Linked DNA regions of Sus scrofa: region 1 is linked to region 2. A link is a contact called in public HiChIP or PLAC-seq data. All regions are on one chromosome and are shown on one strand. Each heading gives the region's core, a stretch centred on a gene start, on an enhancer-like site or on the middle of the called end of the contact. The rest is flanking DNA. Distances are from core to core; before and after follow the strand shown.

What was found. HiChIP or PLAC-seq counts read pairs in DNA pulled down with a chosen protein or histone mark.
Region 1: an H3K27ac HiChIP or PLAC-seq map of alveolar macrophages shows a contact between it and region 2. The contact joins two enhancer-like sites. A contact is called at or near these places in 6 of 47 Hi-C or Micro-C datasets (brain, fetal skeletal muscle, heart right ventricle and 3 more) and 1 of 2 datasets of contacts at active chromatin or transcription factors (alveolar macrophages).

Annotation. Positions count from the first base shown.
Region 1 is chr3:31,600,209-31,604,811 of Sscrofa11.1, forward strand. No RefSeq gene overlaps it. Among named protein-coding and RNA genes, the nearest start is that of LITAF, 120 kb to the left of the region's middle. Within about 2 kb of position 1,838, at least 7 of the 83 cell types and tissues checked have an H3K27ac peak or open chromatin away from gene starts, as enhancers often do. A contact at or near this core is called in alveolar macrophages, where this site is marked.
Region 2 is chr3:31,415,605-31,419,987 of Sscrofa11.1, forward strand. The region is part of intron 5 of TXNDC11 (thioredoxin domain-containing protein 11); the gene reads left to right. Among named protein-coding and RNA genes, the nearest start is that of SNN, 38 kb to the right of the region's middle. Within about 2 kb of position 2,932, at least 9 of the 83 cell types and tissues checked have an H3K27ac peak or open chromatin away from gene starts, as enhancers often do. A contact at or near this core is called in alveolar macrophages, where this site is marked.

The DNA.
Region 1 (4,603 bases), core at 588-3,087, 180 kb after region 2:
CTGCAGCCACGGCATATGGAAGTTCCCAGGAGAGGGATCACATCAGAGCTGCAGCTGCTAGCCTGCGCCGCAGCTACAGTTATGCCAGACCCAAGCCACGTCTGCGACCTACAACAGAGCGAAGCCAGATCCTTAAGCCACTGAGTGAGGCCAGGGATCAAACCCATGTCCTCATGGATACTGATGAGGTTCGTTACCACTGAGCCACGGACGGCACTCCCTATACGTCTTCTTAATCCATTCATCTGCTGATGGACATTTAGGTCGTTTCCATGTCTCGGCTATTGTGAATAGTGCTGCAATGAACATAGGGGTGCATGTATTTTTGAATGAAAGTTTTGTCTGGATATATGTGCAGGAGTGGGATTGCAGGATCATATGATAGTTCTATATTTAGTTTTCTGAGGCAGCTCCGCATTGTCTTCTGTAAAGGTCATACCAATTTACATTCCCATCACCAGTGTAGGAGGGTTCCCTTTTCTCTACACCCTCTCTAGCATTTATTTGTAGACTTACTCATGATGGCCATTCTGACCAGTATGAGGCGGTACCTCTTAGTTTTGATTTGAGTTTCTCTAATGATTAGTGATATTGAGCATTCTTCCATGTGCCTGGAGGGTCCATATGCCTTCTTTGGAGAAATGTCCCCTTAGGTCTTCTGCCCATTTTTCAATTGGGTTGTTTGTTTTTTTTTTGCTGTTGAGTTGTAGGAGTCGTTTGCGTATTTTGGAGATTAAGCCCTTGTTTGTTTCATCATTTGCCAATGTTTTCTGACATGGAAGAAACTTATTGCATCTTGCTCCATGAAAGAAGCCAGTTATGTGAAGACCATGTACTGTGTGATTCCAATTATATGGCATTCTGGACAAAGCAAAACTATGGAGACAGTAAAAAGATCAGAGGTTGCCAGAGACTGGGAGAGGGAGGGATGAAGCTGCAAATGACAGGATTTTTAGGGCAGTGAAAATAATCTGTACGATAACATAATGGTGGATATATGCCCTTATGTGTATGTCTAAATTCATCGAATTTACAATACCAAGTGTGAGTCTTAAGGTAAATTATGGACTTTGGGTGATAATGATGTGTCAATGCAGGTTCTTCAATGGTAACCAAGGTACCATTCTGGAGTTCCTGTGGTGGCTCAGTGGTTAACGAATCTGTCTAGGAACCTCGAGGTCACGGGTTCGATGCCTGGCCTTGCTCAGTGTGCTGAGGATCCGGCATTGCCATGAGCTGTGGTGTGGGTTGCAGCCTCGGCTCGGGTCCCAAGTTGCTGAGGATCTGGCGTGGGCTGGCGGCTACAGCTCTGATTCGACCCCTAGCCTGGGAACCTCCATATGCCGCTGGTGTGGCTCTGAAAAAGACCCAAAAAACCCCCAAAAACAAAAAACACCCCACAAAGGTACCATTCTAATGGGGGAAGTTGATGATGCGGGAGGCTATGCATGCATGAGGTCGGGGAGTATTTGGGAAATCTCGTATACCTTCTTGTCACTTTTGCTGTGACCCTAAAACAGTTCCCGTCGTGGCGCAGTGGTTAACGAATCCGACTAGGAACCATGAGGTTGTGGGTTTGATCCCTGCCCTTGCTCAGGGGGTTAAGGATCCGGTGTTGCCGTGTGCTGTGGTGTAGGTTGCAGCCGAGGCTCGGATCCCGTGTTGCTGTGGCTCTGGTGTAGGCGGGTGACTACAGCTCCGATTCAACCCCTAGCCTGGGAACCTCCATGTGCCATGGGAGTGGCCCTAGAAAAGGCAAAAAGACAATATATATATGGCTATAGTGGTTCATAACGGACAAAATCTTTTGTAAAAATCCTCTGCCCATGTAAGAAGAGCTCACTGCGCCCCCTACTGTCCAGTTCTCTACCACGGGCTACCTCTTGCCCCAGCTCTACAATATCCTGCTGTCTTTCGATGGTTCAAAAAGACTTCTTATTTTTGTTAACGCTGACTTTGGTACCTCTGCCTTCATTCAGAACTGGAAGCTCAGTCTCTGGCCACTGGCAAACGTACTCCTCTGCATTATTTCCAGGAGCAAGCAGGACTTAGTTTTCATGGGAGGAGGAAGAGCTGGGAAGACTCGCCTAGGAGTATCTGACTGGGACTCATCCTTGAGTCCTGGTGGTCCATCCACCCAGTGTGTCAGATATTTGTCCAGGATGATAGGCACGCGCAAGCGAGGCCAGAGATGCTGGGGGCCCTACCTGGATCAACCCCTCAATAGTCTGGGTGATGGCAAACCTGGCTGAAGGGCTTCAGGGAGCACCCTGCCCTGGTGGTTCTGATTTTCCAGCTGTAGAATGTAATGTCGCTGTGTGGACTGGGAAGCCCCACATGGAAGATGGTAGTTTTCTTTCAGAACCCTGACTGTGAAAGGGGGTGGAATCTAGACCTCAGGGCAGAGACTAGAGTCTGCCCAGATCGGGGAAGTGATGAGCATTGAGCAGAGCTGCCCACGTTAAAAGAGGAGGGACCCTGGAGCCAGACTGGGTTAAAAAGCCTCACAAGGGGTTCCTGTTGTGGCTCAGCAGTAATGAACCCGACTAGTATCCTTGAGGATGTGTGTTTGATCCCTGACGTTGCTCAGTGGGTTTAGGGTCCCACGGTGCCGTGAGCTGTGGTATAGGTCACAGACATAGCTCGGATTCCCAGTTGCTGTGGCTGTGCTGTAGGCTGGAAGCTGCAGCTCCGCTTCGACCCCTAGCCTGGGAACCTCCATATGCTATGGGTGCAGCCCTCAAAAGACAAAAAAAAAAACAAAAACCCAAAACTTCACAAGCTGTGTGACTTTGGGCAAGTGACTTCACCTCTCTGTGTCTCTCCTTCCTCATCTGTATAATGGGATAATGCTGGTTCAAACTTGCAGGTTGTTCCTTGTGGGGGCGGGTGGCAGAGAGGTTTGCTATATTTATACTGCAATACGGTTGCCATAGTAGCCTTAGCTAGCACCTCTCCTGGATGCCCTAATTATCATTTCTTCTAGTGTTGGGAACAATTCAGATCTAGTCTGTTAGCAAGTTCAATGTTTACTGTACAGTTTCATTGTCTGTAATCATCATACTGCGAACTAGGTCTCCAGGACGTATCTCCGAGTTGCAGGTATCCAGTTTTCTAACACCGTTGCTAGCTCTTCTTTGAAATCCCCAGGGAACTCTCTTCGGCCTACATTCCTCCCAGGGATCACAGGCACAATAGCTGCTCCTTTCTGGGCATCAGAGCTCTCTTTGGTTCCTGTAGCATCTCCTGCATCTCATTTCCCTTCAAGAATTTTAGCTCCTCCAGGCCAAGCCCTGTTGAAGGTAGTTTTCTGCTGTTTGACACAGCCTGTAGCAGACACCCCAGCATACAGCGCGGGCTCCCAGGCAAGCTGTGAGCTGAAGGGACTCGTGTGTCTTCAGCCGTCTGTGTTGAGGGTTCCTGCGCTCAGCCAGTGAAAATGTTTGATGGAGCTGGAGGAGCGGAAGGTGGAATTATTAGTGTCAAATTATAAAAGAAAATGAGTCGAGTCTAAGAGCATAATGGATTATTTCTGTAAAACATGATGGGTCAACCCGTCGAGAGTATCTCAATTGAACTTGAAGAAAGTTACATTAAACTGTCAACCGAGAGACGAGTGAACAAACACTAATGGGGCTTATCCATGTGATGGAACGGAGTTCAGCGGTAAAACAGAATGAAGCGCCAACACAGGCTACAGCGTGGCTGAACCCTGAAAACCCTCAGTGAGAGAAGCCAGGCGCAACAGGCCACATATGGACTGATTCCATTTCTATGAACTGCCCCAAAGAAGCAAATCCATGTAGACAGGAAGCAGGTCAGTAGTGACCAGGGACCAGGGTGACAGGAATGAGGAATGATGGGATTATCTTATACGTGATGAAAATGTTCTAAAAATGGGTTTTGGCATGGGTCTCGCAAATCTATGCATATACTAAAAACAATCGAATGAGGTACTTCCAGCAGGAGAATTAGCTGATATAGCTCAATAAAGCAGTTTATAAATAAGCATACTTAAGAGTTCCCATGTGGCTCAGTGGATGAAGGATCCGGCATTTTCATTGCCGGGGCTCGGGTTGCTGCAGTGAGTGGCGCAGGTTTGCGTCCTGGCCCAGGAACTTCTGCAGGCTGTGGGCGTGGCCAAAAACCCAACCAACCAAATAAACAAAAAAGCACAATTATTGGGGGAAGCAGGTGCATAGGAGGAGGGGCTGGTCCATGATGCCTAGAGGGGCTGGAAGAGGTGGTGGCCGAGCAGCTTGGCTGCCTGGAGCCTAAAAACCAAAGGGTGCAGGTGGAGAGGGGACCTGGGAGAGTCCACCTACCATGTGAGAGCAGAAGCCCAGCCTCCCAAAGGACTTGACCCGCCTTCTCTGCTGGTGGTAGAGTGGGCCAAGAGGGAGGGCTTGGGCCTGTGGAGACCCTCGCAGCTGCTGAGAGCCGTTTCGGGGCTGGGATGGCCTTCTATTTGCTTTTTTATTTTTGTGTATTGCACTGCCTTTTATTTATTTCTTAAATTTTTATTCTAGTTGATTTACCGTGTTCTGTCCATTTCTGCTGCACAGCAAAGCGACCCAGTTACACATACACATACATTCTGTCT
Region 2 (4,383 bases), core at 1,682-4,181:
AACCAAAAACATTTAGATCTTGAAAACCTCTCAGGGATCACCTGTAGTACAGTCGCAAGTTGATAGTAAAACAACTCAGTGCAGGGAGTGCCCGTCGTGGCTCAGTGGTTAACGAATCCGACTAGGAACCAAGAGGTTTCAGGTTCGATCCCTGGCCTTGCTCAGTGGGTTAAGAATCCGGCGTTGCCGTGAGCTGTGGTGTAGGTTGCAGACGCGAGTTGCTGTGGCTCTGGTATAGGTCGGCGGCTACAGCTCCGATTAGGCCCCTAGCCTGGGAACCTCCATATGCTACAGGAGCGGCCCCAGAAAAGATAAAAACAAAAACAAACGAAAAAAACCCAAAAAACTCAGTGCAGACAAACCCAGTTCCTGTCTCCCCGTGACTGCTTTCTGTGTAACACTGAGCATGATAAGCTGATACTGGACGGAGCGCTTTGCCTGGATGATCCAGTCCTCACCACCACTCTTTGAAGTAGGAAATGTTATCATCTCAGTGTCACTGTCCCAGGTGAGGCCCTGGACCTGTGAACAAGCCACGTTACATGGCAAGAGTAAATTGAGGTTGCACATGGAATTGAGTTGCTTGGTCTGTTGGCATCGAGAAAGTGAGATTATGCTGGATTATCTGAGTGAGCCTGGTGTAATCAGGATGATTGTTAAAAGTGGAATAGAGAGGCAAAGGGCACTGTCAGAGAGATGCAGTGTGAGAAGGACTTGTGCAGCCGTCACTGGCTTTGAGGATGGAGGGGGCCACAAGCCAAGGCAGGGAAGGCAAGGAAAGATTCTCCCCAAGAGCCTCCAGAAGGAACATTCCCTGCTGACACCTGGATTTTAGCTCACTGAGGCCCATTTTGAACTTTGGCATCTAGAACAGTAAGATAAATTTATTTTTTAAGCCACTAACTTTGTGGTAATTTGTTAGAGCAGAAATAGCAACCTGATAAAGTCAGGTTCCAGTAAATGGAGTATGAGCTAGGGACCCAGGACCCCGTTACTCTAGCTGCCTCTGCTCTCCTGGGATGTGGGGCAGGTGGCCTGGGGCCGTGTTTGCCCACGATAACTGCTTAAAATGCAGTGCCTTGCCCTAGTTAATACCTGCCTTCCTGGAGTTCCCCTCGTGGTGCAGGGGAAACGAATCCAATGAGGAACCATGAGCTTGTGGGTTTGATCTCTGGCCTTGCTCAGTGGGTTAAGGATCTGGCATTGCCGTGAGCTGTGGTGTAGGTCTCAGATGTGGCTAGGATCTGGTGTTGCCGTGGTTCTGGCATAGGCTGGCAGCAACAGCTCCAATTCGACCACTAGCCTGGGAACCTCCATATACCGCGGGTACAGCCCTAAAAAAGACAAAAAGACAAACAAACAAACAAACCTGCCTTCCTGCTTTTTCAAGGCCCAGCTGAAGGCCTGTGGGATTTATAACTGTGGTCCAGCCAGCAAGAGGGAGACATGGGATGGAGATTTCCACTGTCAGGCTCCCTTCTTGGAACTCCTGTTACACTAGTTGCCTGTGTACTTAGCAGCTACCATTGTTTTCTAAGCTTCCCTTAGAGTTTGTGGTGTCTTCCTAACAAGAAGTCGGCAGGGACCGACTCTCCTAATCAGTCCCGTTAGTGGCAGGTGTCCTGTGTGGTCAAAGCTCACCCAGTCACCTCTTCTCACTGGCCTTCAGGTTTCCCCTCTGCAAAGTGAGGGAGCTTTGCTCTGGTTGCCTCCAAAGGAAGCTTCAGCTTGAAAATGTGTTGGCCCTTGGCCTGTTTTTTAGGCCTGGGAGCTAAGAATTGTTTTTGTATTTGTGAAGGGTTGTTTAAAAAAAAAAGAGAGAAAGAACATGTGACACGTATGCTAGGCCCTGAGAACAGCATAAAAGGGGATGGAGGAAGGCCTTCTAAGCAGATAGGTTTCTTTTGTAAAGTCTTTCCTTCCCTGAGGCTGTTAAAAAAAAGAAGAAAAGAAATTTAAATTGAAATACACGCAAGAGAAGTATTGAGTTGATCGTTTTCATATTAGGCTTTGGTTTAAATGAGACCACTGGTGTGAGGGTGTTTAGTTTACTGTCATGTTAGTATATAGGACAGTGCATATTTAGCTCTGTAGTTTATATTCCCCTAGAATAATGTATTTGGAACTACATTTTTTTTTCCCTTCCTCCCTAACTCACGAAAAAGAAAAAAAAAAAAAAAATCATGGCTAAGGATAGTTCCATGTTTATTTAGAGTTTCACAGTGTTTTGGCAAGTACCAGCATTTGCATATTGTATCTTTGGTGCCCAAATGCCAGATGTTTTCCTAGATAATTGCTTTGTGCTTTATATTAGGAATTTTGAAAATACACAAATCTCAGAGTCACATTCCGGGAAAAAATGTAAGCAACAGCTACAGTTCATACTTTGAAAATAAACATTTCTGTAATCTATTGCATTTCTTGGAAGAGTTTTTCCTTTTGATGAATGCATTCAGCACTGGAAATGTGTGACGTCATCATCCAGTGAATGACTGTGAATCACTGTCAGTGCCGAGGAGCTCTGGAGGGGCTATTGTTATCCCTGTGTATATAATCCTACCTTTTTCTTTTTTCTTCCTTGTCTAAAACCTTGGGAAGAAGACTGGGAAAGCAGAAGTTAATAAAAATGACAGAGTATAGAGCAAAATGAGACTTGTTTCTAGGATGGAAGGTACCAAGGTACAGGTTTGCCTTTGGGGTTTGTTTTGTTTTGTTTTGTTTTTTGCTTTTTAGGGCTGCACCAGTGGCCTATGGAAGTTCCCAGGTTAGGAGTCAAATCGGAGCTGTAGCTGCTGGCCTATACCACAGCCACAGCAACTCAGGATCCTTAACCCACTGGGCGTGAGGCCAGGGATCGAACCTGTGTCCTCATGGATGCTAGTCAGATGCGTTTCCGCTGAGTCATGAAGGGAACTCCCAGGTTTGCCTTTTGGAATGTCACTACTGCCCAGACAGAGTAAGGAAGTGAGAGAAACTTTCCCAGGGGGTAAATACCTTGTTAGCTATGCTGATTAAAAAGCCATGTGATTTAGTCCAGTGGTATTTAGTTTTGAAGTGTATCATGATATATTTGTTAGCAGTTATCTCTGTCAGTATTTTTCTTTTTCTTTTCTTTTTTTTTTTTTTTTGTCTTTTTCTAAGGCCGCATATGGAGATTCCCAGGCTAGGGGTCTGATTGGAGCTGTAGCCACTGGCCTACATCACACCCACAGCAACATGGGATCTGAACCACGTCTGCGAACTACCCCCCGGCTCATGGCAATACCGGATCCTCAACCCACTGAGCCAGGCCAGGGATCGAACCCACAACCTCATGGTTCCTAGTCGGATTCGTTAACCACTGAGCCACGACGGGAACTCCAGATTTATCAGTGTTTTTCCTGACCTGATGCTCCGTTGTGTTCTGTGGTCCCTGAGAGATGAGCTCACACAGAAGCCGCCCAGAGAGCAGATGGCCAGTCCCGATGTAGAAGTGTCCACGTTGTTCGGCTCTGGCATTTCTGCTTGTTCTTTGGGTCGCCTCAGGTACCTTATTGTGGAACACCCCGTGCTCTTTAGGCCTCCGAGAGAATTGATTGCAGAAGCTCAGCAGTTTAGCCCTAGAGTCACGAGGAGAGGGTGGGACACAGTCCTAAAAGTAATCACGCGCTGCTATTGGGGGACTTTCACGAAAAAAACTGAAGAAATGTCATCTTCTGTATCCTTCCCAGATAACTTGTCCAGTATTAAGACTCACTATTTTAGCCTAATCTTCCTGAGTTACATAAATCTTGTTTTTTCCTCAGTGCCACAGTGCAGTAGAACTATCACAGGAACCATGTAGGTATTTTAAAATTTTCTGGTGGCTGCATTAAAATTTAAGAAGTAGTAGGAGAATTTGAGATTTTTTTTTTCCTTTTTTTTTAGGGTCACACCCACGGCCTATGGAGGTTCCCAGGCTAGGGGTCCAATTGGAGCTGTAGCCCCTGGCCTACACCACAGCCACAGCAACACCAGATCTGAGCCATGTCTGCGACTTAAACGCAGTCCACGGCAATGTCAGATCCATAACCCACTGAGCTGAGCCAGGGATCGACCTGTGGCCTCCTGGATACTAGTTGGGTTCATTACTGCTGAGCCTCAATGGGAACGCCTAATTTGAGATATTTTACATTTTTTATTGAACCAAATCTTTTATACCTCACAGCATATCTCAATTCAGATGCTGAACTTTCACTGGAAATACTTGATTTGTATTTAGAGTTCATAAAATTTTCAGTTGAAAAAAGTGATTTACCTACCAAATATTGTTTTATGTTGTTTTAATGGTACTATAATTGACTTACAGTATTATATTACTTTCAGGTTACAAACCCAAGTTGTTTTAAACATGCTTAAATGTTT